Linked DNA regions of Sus scrofa: region 2 is linked to region 1. The links are chromatin contacts, called in public HiChIP or PLAC-seq maps. All regions are on one chromosome and are shown on one strand. Each heading gives the region's core, a stretch centred on a gene start, on an enhancer-like site or on the middle of the called end of the contact. The rest is flanking DNA. Distances are from core to core; before and after follow the strand shown. Region 1 overlaps EPN2 (epsin-2). Region 2 has its middle 11 kb from the start of PRPSAP2.

Region 1 (5,839 bases), core at 3,219-5,718:
CAGCCACGAACGGTGTTTGTAACGTGCACCATGAGGTCTGCTCCTGGGAGCAGAGGCTGGGACGCTTGGCGCGTGACCCGCGACGTGTGTGCACACCCGCGCTGCTCCCGGCGGCAGACACGCGCTCGTGCGGGCGTCTGTGGACTGGAGAGTGAGCCCAGGCGTGTGGGACCTGGTCCCGGGCCTCACGTGTGGTTGGCGCTGGCCCTTCCGCGGGTGCCGGCAGCACATGATCAACCTATGGGCACGGGGGGCCGCGGGGGCCTGGGGCCGGCGCTCCTCTTCTGGGGCCGACGGACGTCAGAGTCCAGCCCGTGTCCCAGAGTAAGTACAACGCTGGGCATGTTTCCAGCTTCGGGGGAGGAGCGAAGTCGTATTTTTATTCTGAACCAAAAAAGGAAGTTTACCTTTCCGCTCCAAGAGTGTTTTTCTTGGTGGCATTTTAGGTGAAGGCTGTTTTAAAGGAAGAGTCAGAGTTCTTAGGTTGTCACAGCCAGTGTGGCTGCTTTAGCAGAAGACAGGGTTATAACCAGAGACCCTCTTTCTTAAGGCCTGAGTTCTGAAGAGCACATTTTAAAGTCGCTGCCTGACTTGGCCGCCTGCGGGCCCTGACCGTCTGGGGTGGGGCTTTCTCGGAAGAGCCTTGGGGCTCACTTCCCTTGGCGACACTGGAAGGAGCCCGGGCGCCAGGGTCTGAGCCCCGTGCAGCGCTGCACTGCCTGCGCCCGCGTCGCCTTCTGCCTCCAGCACTCGGTTTGCTGAGCTGGGCAGGATCCCCTCTGGCCAGCTCAACAGGAGGGAGGGGACCGGTTGCTTCTCTGCCATCTCCCAGCCTCTTGGGCCCCTAACCGGGAGGGCCGTCCGGGCCCGCAGACTCGCTTCCCTTCGTTCACCCTTCTCGTGCCTTCCGAGTGGGTCCGTCGGAAGGCTTGGAGGGTGGACTCAGAAGCCAGAGACCTTGGATCAGCCCCGGTCCTCCCACTTGCCGGCGTGTCCCCTGGCCAGTCACCCAACCTCTCCGCGCCTCCACTGCCTGGCCTGTGACATGTGGCACTGGGGAGTCACCCCTCGTACCGTCTCCCGACGGACGGCTCGGTGAGAGACACCCTGGCATGCAGGCAGGGCTCAGCTAGGAGGCTCCAGCTTCTGTTTCAAGAGCTTCTATTTTCGGGCGCAGTCCTCAGCCTGTTCTCTGACGATTGCTCCGGTATCAGAGCGAGCACATCTCAGACCTTTTTGGAAACGCCAGCTGCACGGGAGAAGAGCTGGCGCTTGTATGTGTGGTCGGGAACGGGCTTGCGACACCCCCTGCCAAACGGACAGGCCCCTCTGCCCTCCTGACCCGGCCGCGCGGGCCTCCACTCCGGGGCACTGTGGCCTGGCGGGGTGGGCCTGCCCGCAGCGCAGGCTTGTCTGCGGCCTGTCCTGTGTCCTCGGCTCTGCGTCATGAAGCGCTGACAGCATCGCTGTGTTTCACCAGCTCGGTGAGCGGAGCAGCTGGGCCGAACCGAGCGACGGAGGCCCAGAGGGAAGGACCCGGGACACGGGCCGGGCGTGAGCTGCGAGTCTGAGCGGTGGGTTGCCTCTCACGCACTCCCTGGGCACGCGCTGGGGCGCTCACCGGGCGCGGGGTCCCCCTTAGCGAGGACGCGGTGGGCCACGGGCAGACCCCCCTCAGGCGCTGTTCATGAACAGATGGGGAACAGCAGGGAAGAGCCGGTGTCGCCGCAGCCCCATGGGAGGCCGACCAGGAGCCGGGGCCCAGCTCGGGCACCGGGGGCACGGAGAGTGACTTTCCACATGGGGGATAATTGGCTTATCTTGTGCCCTTTCGCTGAAGTCGCCTGTCAGCTGGTCTCTGGGGGCTCTGCCGACTGCACCCCCTGCTGCCGGGGGTGGGGGTTGGGACAGGGCCAGCCCGTGAGCCCCCCTCCCAAAGAGCTACATGGGGGAGTCGGATGTGGCCACCAATTCCGCTGGTTCGAGGGCCGAGGTGAGCAGACGGCGCCCTGCTCCCCTGGCCGTTGGCTGGTCCTTCACAGCGTGCAGGGACCTTCCCGGACCCGCCGGGAGGTTGCACCTGGCAAGCATCTTGAGCGCCTCTTGAGAAAAGTGTCAGGCTGAGCAGGGTTTGGCCGTGGGGTCCACAGCCCCCGTTAGCTTCCGCTGTCCTGCTGGCTGCTCAGCCGTGGCAGCAGCCCAGCACTTGGCACCACCGCAGTGGCCGGCCAGGCCTAAGGCGAGCATGGAATCATGGGAATTCTACATCTTCCCCAGGAGCCTGCTTTCCCCCCATGTCTCGAGCTGGAAAATTCTAGTGAGCAGACTCATCTGCCGCTGTGCCTGCCCGGTGGGGGCTGTGAAGCCATCAGATGCCCCCTTCTGTGATCCCCAGTCTCCGGTGGTGTTGCCATCTGCCATTCGTGGGTATTTCTGGTGGCAGAGTCACAGCACGTTAGAGGCGGGGTCTGGCCCCCGGGCTCTCGTGCGCAAGCTGCCTTCCTCGAGGACAGAAGCGTTCCCAGGGCTGCTCTTCCTGCTCCCCAAGGGCCCCAGGAAGCCCTGCCTTTCTGCCTCACGGAGCCCACAGGCCAGGAAAACGTCCACCGCTAGGCTTGGCTTGTCGCCGGAATTCTAGCCTTGGTGGCTGACCTGGGGCTGGGGCTGCCGGTGACACCACGGAGATGGCAAGAGGGCCTGGGGGCAGAAGGGCTCGTGCTGAGTGTCTGGTCCCTGTCCCTGCCTCCCGGCCCCTGGCTGTGTGTGCCCTGCCGCACCCACCGCGACGCTGGCTTCCTGCAGGGCTTATGGAGAGCGCTGTCCACGGGAGTTGCTCTTGGGGCTCAGCGGGTTGTGAACCCAGCCAGGATCCACGAGGACTCAGTTGCATCCCTGGCCTCGCCCCACGGGTGAAGGATCCAGCGTTGCCGTGAGCTGTGGCGTGGCTCGGATCTGGCGCGGTGGCTGTGGTGTAGGCTGGAGGCTACGGCTCCGATTTGTCCGAACTTCCACATGCCGCACGTGCGGCCCTAAAAAGCCAAAAAAGGACCTCGTCCGGGACGGGTCATTTGCAGAACTGCCTTGCGGAGCCTTGCGGAGGTGGGGGGGGGCCTCAAGGAGCTCCCTGTCCCTCGTGGCAGGCCCCTGCATCCGCCTGGTCCAGCTTTCGGGGTGTGATCCTCGACCCTCTAAGCGGGGGGAGCTTGTCACACCCCCTTTCTCAGTGGCTGTGTCCAACGGCCAGAACCCTGTCTCCCGACCCCACCCTGGCTTCGCTCGGTCTCTGGAAAGACCGCACTTGGGCGTTTTGTGACCCGTGCCGCAGGCTGCCCTTCCCAGAGGCCAAGTGATCGGCCCCGCTGGAGAGGAGACGCGGGGTCCGCCGCGCTGTCTGCTTTTAGGAAGACCGGGTTCCCGTTAGGCCATCGGCTGTCTGACCTCGCTGGCTCCATGGCCGTCGTGGCGGGGAGGAGCCCCCGGGGCTCTTTGGTGGGGGCTGGAGGGGGCAGGGCCGTCCGTCCCCTCTAAGGCCAGGTGACCGGCACCCCGGGGCTCGTCCCCGCAAAGGGAGAGGCCAGTTTCCCTGTGCCTGCGCTGTCGGCGCCCAGGGGCCTCTCCATGTTTGCTTTAGGAATTCCGGACGTGTGGTTGAGCCCAGTCTGGGGCTGGTGGGTAAAATCTGACCCCTCTGCCCTGCGAGGACCCGTTAGGCTGTGGTGCTGCGTCCCCCCGTCCAGCGAGTGGCCTGTGCAGGCTCTCTCCCTGCTGGCACGTGGCTCATGGCGGCCCTTTCTCCCTGGGCCCCCGCGGTCGTTGTGGCGAAGAAAGCTGCACTGAGCGAGCTGTCCCACTGTGACGGGGTGGGGGGGGCACGTGGGCTGCTGTCGTGGGGCACCTTTTGGGCGGCGGGGAGGAGAGTGAAAGCCAAGTGGGTCCCACCTCGGTGTTGGTGACTGTCACACAGTGAGCCTGGGTGTCACCCAGGAGCTTGGAAAGGGTGTCACATCCCGAGTGCTACCCTGGCTGTCCCAGCGTGTCCCCTGGAGATTCTGGCGTCTGTGGTCAGAGGCCCCACTGCGTGGCAGACACCACAGGGGAGGGGGCAGCACCCCCCCACTGTGCTCCTGTCACCTGCCGTAAGACAGTCCCAGGAGGCCCCCAGCCGCGGATGGGGTGAGCTTCGGTTTGTTTGGTGATGCCTCTCATTGTGACTGGGTGACCTGTGACTGTTAGGTCTGCTGCTCCTCCCTCGTAGCTGGTCCTGGTCCCTGCTAGAGATCCTCCGTCCCTGGAAAGCCACCAAAACCACTGTGGCGATTTGGCGGAGACCCTGACCGGCAGGGCCAGCTGCTGCTTGGCGCCAGGCCGGCCACGCCCCCGTCACAGACGCGCCACTGTCACGTGGGCTTTGACCAGTGACCCACCTGGGCCCCGAGGGCTGCTTGCTCCTCCCTCCGGAGCCCTGGGCCTGGAGGAATTTCCCCGCCCGCTCTGCAGGCCCTGGACCAAGTTGTTACCGAATTCTTCCTGCCTCCAGGGGTATCACCCGAGCCTTGGAATTTTTTGTTGTTTTTTTAGCGTTGTTCTGTTTGCTGTTGTATTATCTGTTTCTAGTAGGCGCTGTCTATCGAATTCTGGTTGTGTTTTCAGATGTGCCAGAACTTTTCTGCCCCAGCCTGTCCCCTGCAAGTGGGACAGCTGCTGCGTTATGGTCACCATTACAAGCTGCCCTCTAAAGAGTGATGATCCCAGACTCTGGCTGGGTCCCCTGCACTTTGAGGAGGGAGGGGCCCCACCCTGCTCCCGCCGTGGCTCAGCCAGGGCTGAGGGCCTGGCGGGAGTCCCTGTGCCTGTCCTGGAGGCTCTGCCTGTGCTTTGGCTGTTGCTCGGGGCTGTGCACAGTTGCTGTGTGGATAAACGGCTTCAGGTGCAGACGGCCATGGGTTCAGGCAGCGGTAGTCTGGCCCCGGCTCCGTCCCTGGGCTCCTTGCTTCTGTGTTGGGTTCAGCCTCTGGGAAACCTGGCCCTGCGGGGGCCTGAGGCTGCTGAGTTTCCCTGTGGTTTGGGGGCCTCCCCAGCGGGGTCTCCGGCAGCCCAGGCTGGATTGCCCATGGTGGCTGGGCCCGGGTGCGCTGATGGCCGGGGCTGGGCCCGCTCCCCGCCTCTTCCCCACGGGAAGCCCGGGCTCTGTCTCGGAGAAGGGACAGGACGTTGGGCAGGTGGAAGCGGCAGACAGAGTCTGCTGTCTCCAGGATGGAGTGAAATTCGGCTTAAGGAACCACCCCCAGGACCGGGCACGGACTGGAGGCAGGAGTGTTCCTTTCCATACCGAGCAGACGGGCTCTTGCAAAAGAATTTAAATTACGGTCGATTTCTGGGACTGTGCTACCTTCTGTTGAAGTGGTTTAGTTGTACATACTGTCTCCATGCTTTTAAAATGCTCCTTTCTGTTATGGTTTATCCCCGGAGACTGGTAGAGCTCCCTGGGCTCTGCAGTGGGGTCTCGCTGTCATTCCAGATCTGGCAGTTTGCATCTGCTGTCCCCAGACGCCCGGTCCCTCCTTCTGCCTCCGGAACAGCAAGGATCGGCTCTCCGTCTGTGCAGCCGAACAGTCTGGCTTTTGCCATGGCATCTGCAGATCTCCCGCGGCCTTTCTGGAGCCTGACAGACGGGCGTGCCACCCACAGGGAGGCTTCCCCAGGCCAGCCGATGCTCACTGTCTTTGGGGCTGGTTGGCCTTTATCAGCTCTGTGTGGTTACCAGTGGTTGTCTCATGTACATCAGAAACTCTGATTCTTGGAGTCCCCATCATGACTCGACGGTTAATGAGCCCAACTA
Region 2 (6,327 bases), core at 2,957-5,456, 190 kb before region 1:
ATGGTTTACTAAGACCTTGCTCCTAAGTAGCTCCGTTCCCCCCTCCTTCCCTCAGTTATTGTCACAAAGCACGTCTTTACACACGATGTGCCGCCCTCCTAGATTTCTAACTATTGCTTTATGGAGTTGTCTTCAGATAAGAGAAAGGAGTTACAAACCAAAAATGCAACCATCCTGGCTTCTGTGTTACCTACGTGGATACAGGATGCAGCGCCAAGCTGAGGAGTGGGCAAGGACTGGGTCCCAGGGAGGGACGTGCCTGGCAAACGGAGACCAGCTGCACGGGGCTGATTGGGGACTGTCGCCCCCGGCGGTGGAAACGTCTTTCCTGCCTGCGCTGAAGGAGGAAGGGACCCTCGGAGGCGGAGGTGTGAGTCGCTCAGCCAGGGAGTCCCATCCTGTGTTAGGACCTCTGTCACCTGAGCCGGTCAGCACCCCAACTGAAGCTTCTCCCCTACCCCCTTTTTTTTTTTTCAGGGCCACACTCATGGCACATGGAAGTTCCCAGGCTAGGGGTAGCATCGCAGCTGCAGCCGCTGGCCAAAGCCGCAGCCACCAGATCCAAGCTGGGCCAGCAACCTACACCACAGCTCACGGCAACGCTGGATCCTTAACCCACAGAGCGAGGCCAGGGATCAAACCTGTGTCCTTATAGATACTGGTCAGATTCGTTTCCGATGAGCCACAACAGGAACTCCGCCTCCCTCTGCTCTTCTCACGCCCATGCCTCTGCACCTGAAGTGCACTTCCCACAAGCAACCGAATTATCCTCCAATATCCACCTCAGTGAAGCCTTTCCTGACCTCCCAGGACAACCAGCAGTCCCAGGACACACTGCTGCTGTGCACACACAGCCTTGTTATGCCTGGCTCTGGGTCTGGGTCCAACCCCGGACTGGGGGCTCCTATAGGAAGGGCTGGGTCCCATTCAGCTCTTGGCCTTCGGCCCATAGCAGGGGGCTCAGTGTATCCTCCTGCAGTGGGCTCATCACGTGGGTAAACTCAGCTCGTTCCCTTCCCTTACTGCACAAGGTCCCAGAAATGCCATAATCTCTGTGCACATTCCCCAAGCCAGCTCACCAGCGAGGCCACGTCCATCCTCCTTGCTGTAACGCGTAATCTACAAAACATCACTTTACAGGCGTTCTTTCCTTTCCTTCCTTCCTTTCTTTATTATTTTTTTTTGTCTTTTTACCATTTCTAGGGCTGCTTCTGCAGCATATGGAGGTTCCCAGGCTAGGGGTCGAATCGGAGCTGTAGCCGCCAGCCTACACCAGAGCCACAGCAACGCAGGATCCGAGCCGCGTCTGCAACCTACACCACAGCTCACGGCAACGCCGGATCCTTAACCCACTGAGCACGGCCAGGGATCGAACCCGAAACCTCATGGTTCCTAGTCGGATTCATTAACCACTGCGCCACGACGGGAACTCCATTCTTTTTAAGATTTTTATTTTTTCTGTTATAGTTGATTTACAACGTTCTGTCAATTTCTGCTGTACAGCAAAGTGACCCAGACATGTATATGTATATTTTTTTCTCACATTACCCTCCATCACGTTCCATCACAAGAGACTAGATATAGTTCCCTGTGCTATGCAGCAAGATTCTTTTTTTAATGGCCGTATCTGCAGCATATGGAAGTTCCCAGGCTGGGGTCAAATCGGAGCTATAGCTGCAGGCCTACACCACAGCCATGGCGACACCAGATCCTTAACCCACTGAGCAAGACCAGGGATGGAACCCACATCCTCATGAACACTAGGTCTGGTTCTTAACCCTCTGAGCCACAACAGGAACTCACCTTTCTTTCTTTTTCTTTCTTTCTGTTTCTTTCTTGCCATACCCGTGGCATGAGGAAGTTGCTGGGCCAGGAATCAAACCTGTGCCACAGCAGCGACCCAAGCCACAGCAGTGACAATGCCAGATCCTTAACCCATTGAGCCACAAGGGAACTCCTACATGCATTTTTTCTATTCTCTGGGGTGTTGTTTCAGCGCTCAGCAACAGGGACATGAATAGCAGGGGTGTAACAGGCTGGACGGCGCCCCCGAAGATATCAGGCTTTCATCCCTGGAACCAATATTCCTTTACTTGGGAAAAGGGTCTTGGCAGATCTGATCAAGTAAAGGACCTTGAGGCAATTTTCCTGGATTATGTGGCTGGGCCTTAGTGCAGTCACGTGTCCTTCTAAGTGGGAGGCAGGGGAGACAATGCGTGCGTGCGCGCACACACACACACACACACACACAAGGCGCCGTGAAGATGGAGGCAAAGATTGGAGTGATAATGCCACAAACCAAGACAGGCTGGCAGCCACCAGAGGCTGGCAGAGGCCAGGGACAGGTTCTTCCTGAAAGCCTCTGGAGGGAGGGAGCCCTCGTTGGCTCCTTGACCACATTTCAAGCATCTGGCCTCCAGAACTGTGAGATAAGAAGTGCATGCCGCTCTTAGGCCACTCCGTGTGCAGTGATTTGTCACAGCAACCACAGGAAACACACAGAAATGGCTTGAACAAGATAGAAGCTGCCAGCTTACACATCACAGGCCAAGAACAGACCGCCCAGGGCTGCTACGGGGGCTCCACAGACAGCCATGATTCAGGCTGACATAGCTTTCTGCTCTCTCAGAGCGCTCAGTCCTGGGGGCTGGCAGACCTGTACAAAGCCCAGGCGATTGTGGGGCTAAAGGGCAGAGACTCTTCCAGGGCTGTGGTCTGGAAAGTTCTAGAGCAGGAGTTGCTCAGGCAAGGCCTGGAAAGCTAAGCTCTTCGTTTGAGGGTGATGGCCAAGTGGAGGCTCCTCCCTTTTGATCCATTATGCCTGCCTCCCCATGTTCGCGGTTCAAGCTTCAGAAATCCTCACCTCTGGCTTGGCACACATGCCCAGCTGCTCTGTTCCCCCCTCCCGCCCCCGCCCCGTCACTCCAATTGGGTTGCACATCTGTCTCTCTCTAAGCTGCACGGACCAGGTCTTCTGATTCTTTAAATCACCCATATTGCTTAGCAAAGTGCCTGGCAACAAAACAAGTGCCCAAAGACTGCTTTGGGGGCTGGGGGAATGAGATTAAAAAACAGAATAAAACGGGCATGAGAGAGCTAGGCGTGGTGGAGATGGTCGGAACTGGTTCCTGGTGGTGGTCGCACAGCTCCATCAATTTACCAAGAATCCTTGGATCATGCACATAAAAACACGTGACTTTTAACAGGATGTAAATTATACCCCAACAAAGCTGTGTTTGTGTTGTTGTTGTTTGGTCTTTTGGTATTTTTCTAGGGCCGCGCTCGCGGCATATGGAGGTTCCCAGGCTAGGGGTCGAATCAGAGCTGTAGCCGCCGGCCTACGCCAGAGCCACAGCAACGCAGGATCCAAGCCGCGTCTGCGACCCACGCCACAGCTCACAGCAGCACCGGATCCTTAACCCACTGGGCAAGGCCAGGGATCGAACCCGCAACCTCATGGTTCCTAGTTGGATTCGTTAACCACTGAGCCACGCGGGAACTCCTCTGTTGTTTTTTTAAAGTCTAAAGTACTTGAGTAGCTACCGCGGAAAAGGCAGAAAGTACGCAAGGCAACCGGGGCTGCGTTGGGAGCATAAAGGGGCTGATGTTTAAAGGGTGCACCTGGCCGTACCTGCTGACGCTGAAAAATTAGTAGTACCCGAGGCCCAACGATCCCATTCACAGGTCTACACCCAACGCAAGTGCGAATACGCGTGCCCACACCTGCGAAAGGCTCCCGCGACACTACTTATGCACGATGGCCCAAGCCCGACACCAGCCCGCCGCCAGCAGCGGAAGAGCTGGACGAACGCGCTGGAGCCCTGAGAACGGCTGTGTTCGCGCCAAACACACCCACGAGGGCGCGGAGGACGCTCCCGGGGCGGCCGGAGCCCTGCGGGGGCGCCACGGTCAATGACAAGCTGAGTCACGACAGGGGCCGGAGGAGGGGCCGGGACACGGCGCGCGGCCGTCTGGACGCGGCCTCGCCGGCTCGTTCGGTTCCGGAGGAAGCGCCGGCGCACGCGCTTTTCCAGATGACCCTTCACCCTGGAGGGAAAATGCAAAAGCCGCAGAGCCGGCGGCAGCCTGGTTTCCCGCCTCGCCGCCTCCCCCCGGCGGCCGCTCTGCGAACTGCAGCGCTGGCGGGCAGGCGCGCCCGGGAGGCGGGTTCAGGAGCACCTCGAGCAGAAGGAAAGCTCCGCCCATCGGCCAAGCCCCGGCCGCGTGCAGAACTCACTCCGGGGACTCACGGGTTGAAAAAGCAGAACCGGCCGGGGCCCTACCGGCCTCTGAAGTGGGTTGGGCCCAGGTCCCCCGCCCCTGCACTCCCGTCTCACCCCTCCCGGCTCCCCAAACCCCAGCCCCACCGTCACCGGCCTGGGCTCCTTCGCGGGTCTCTGCGTGGCTGACTCAGGTCAGGTGTGGAGCGCGTGACGGAGGCGGGCCAATCAGGGCTGACTGTCCTTGATTGGCTCGAAAGCGAGCATGTGACTAAGCCTGGCCAATCGGAGCGAGACGTGGGACTTTGGCGGGGCATGCGGGGTGGGGCGGGGCGCCAAGGCAGCAACCTCCCTCCTTAAGGAGGCAGCCCCTGGAGCTGGAAGCCGCCACCTGGTCACTGTCTGCAAAGGGGAGCAACAGCCACGTGACGGAGCCGGAGCAGTGCCTGGCCACATGCTTGGATCGCTGGGTCCACGCCTGCCTGACGTGGAATCTAGGACTACTCGGTTGCGTGGGAAAGTTTCCTTTTCTGGCGGTAAGGCAATTTCCCCCCACCCCACCCGACCCCAGTGCTCTGCCACTGAAAGAAGGAAACAGAAGGAGTGTGATGTCCCGTGATTCCAGAACGATGAGCCCTTGGATTGGAGGGAGTGATGGCGACCTCAGGGGTGAGGGTAGTGCTGCAGGAAAGAGGAGAGATTTTTGCTGTGACTTGAGATCAGGGAGCTTTAAACGGGCAAAATTAAGTCACCAGTAAACCACGCAGGAAATGAAAGCGAGAGGTGAACGTCTCCACTTTAGATTTTATATCTATCTTTCGATTCCTGTCATCAAAGTTTCCAACCCCATGGTTTGATAAACGCACTACCTAGGTTTAACAAGTGTTAGCCTTTGGTCTTATTTACATTAACGGTTTGTTAAGCTACTCATTTGCAGACATCATGACTAGAGGGGGAGGTTCCGAAGCAGAACTGTGAATCCCCCCTACAGCCTCAAGAACTGACTTTGTTCTGTGTGTCCGCACTGAGGTGGCTCCTGCAGGATCTGTATGTGCTGTTAAACTGACCCACAGCCGCCCCTCGGCTCAGTGTCCTTGGCTGCTGGGGTTATTTTGACATGACCTAAAATGTGTGGACTGTAGCTTTTTTTTTTTTTTTTTTTTTTTTGGCTTTTTAGGGCCGGACCCAGGGCATATGGAAGTTCCCAGGCTAAGAGTCAAATAGGAGCTGTGGCCTCCAGCCTACACCACAGCCACAACAACGTGGGATCCAGGCCACATCTTCGGCCTACACCACAGCTCACGGCAACACCGGATCCCCTACCCACTGAGCGAGGCCAGGGATCAAACCGCATCCTCATGGATTCTTTCCACTGAGCCACAATGGGAACTCCTGGGCTGTAGCTTTGCTGAAGCATGCAAGTGGCTCCTAACCTCACGAAGCTGGCAGGGAACCCTGGAGCCAGTGGCTCCTCTTTGCTGAAGTTGCAGCGACCAGAACGTGCCCTGCGCGCAGTGATCAGAGCCGTGGAGAGCTGTGTGGGGAGTACTCTGTGTCCTCTGCAGCACTGCTGCGGCTTCCTGTTCCACAGCCTCTCTACGTCGGCGAGGCGCTGGCTGAGCGTTGGGTATTGAGAGTTTCACTCTCAGTCTTACCCAAAACCCAGCGCTGTGGTCTCTTGTGACTTCTCACCTTTAAACACTTAGGCATGCACCTCTGAAAAATAAGGCTATCCCACCCAACTGAAAAGGCATATGCCAGAAAACTTTAAATTCTGCAAGAGCTTCTCACATCCAGTCTGTTTGCAAGTTCCCTCAACTTTCCCCAAAATATTCTTTTTCGCTGGTGTTTAAAAGAGCCAATGGAAGATTGTTGGCCAAGATTCGCTCCTTAACCAAACTTTGCTCGGACTCCCCCGAGCCTCGCTGACTCCGTGCTTTAGCTTGTCCTCCAAGAGCCCAGTTTCAGCAAGAATCCTGCTAAGTCAGTTTGGCCAGAATTTCCCACCCTTGCTATCTGATCACCCTGTGTATCCGCCCAAATTCCTCCTCCTCCACTGCCTCTAAGAGACGCCCGACCGCTCCGGCCTGCCTTCGGCCAAACCTTG

Evidence for each region. HiChIP or PLAC-seq counts read pairs in DNA pulled down with a chosen protein or histone mark.
Region 2: a contact with region 1 is called in an H3K27ac HiChIP or PLAC-seq map of skeletal muscle. The contact joins two enhancer-like sites. A contact is called at or near these places in 2 of 2 datasets of contacts at active chromatin or transcription factors (alveolar macrophages and skeletal muscle).

Annotation. Positions count from the first base shown.
Region 1 is chr12:60,203,165-60,209,003 of Sscrofa11.1, reverse strand. All of the region lies in intron 1 of EPN2 (epsin-2), which reads left to right. Among named protein-coding and RNA genes, the nearest start is that of B9D1, 43 kb to the right of the region's middle. Within about 2 kb of position 4,468, at least 30 of the 83 cell types and tissues checked have an H3K27ac peak or open chromatin away from gene starts, as enhancers often do. A contact at or near this core is called in skeletal muscle, where this site is marked.
Region 2 is chr12:60,395,695-60,402,021 of Sscrofa11.1, reverse strand. No RefSeq gene overlaps it. Among named protein-coding and RNA genes, the nearest start is that of PRPSAP2, 11 kb to the right of the region's middle. Within about 2 kb of position 4,206, at least 41 of the 83 cell types and tissues checked have an H3K27ac peak or open chromatin away from gene starts, as enhancers often do. A contact at or near this core is called in skeletal muscle, where this site is marked.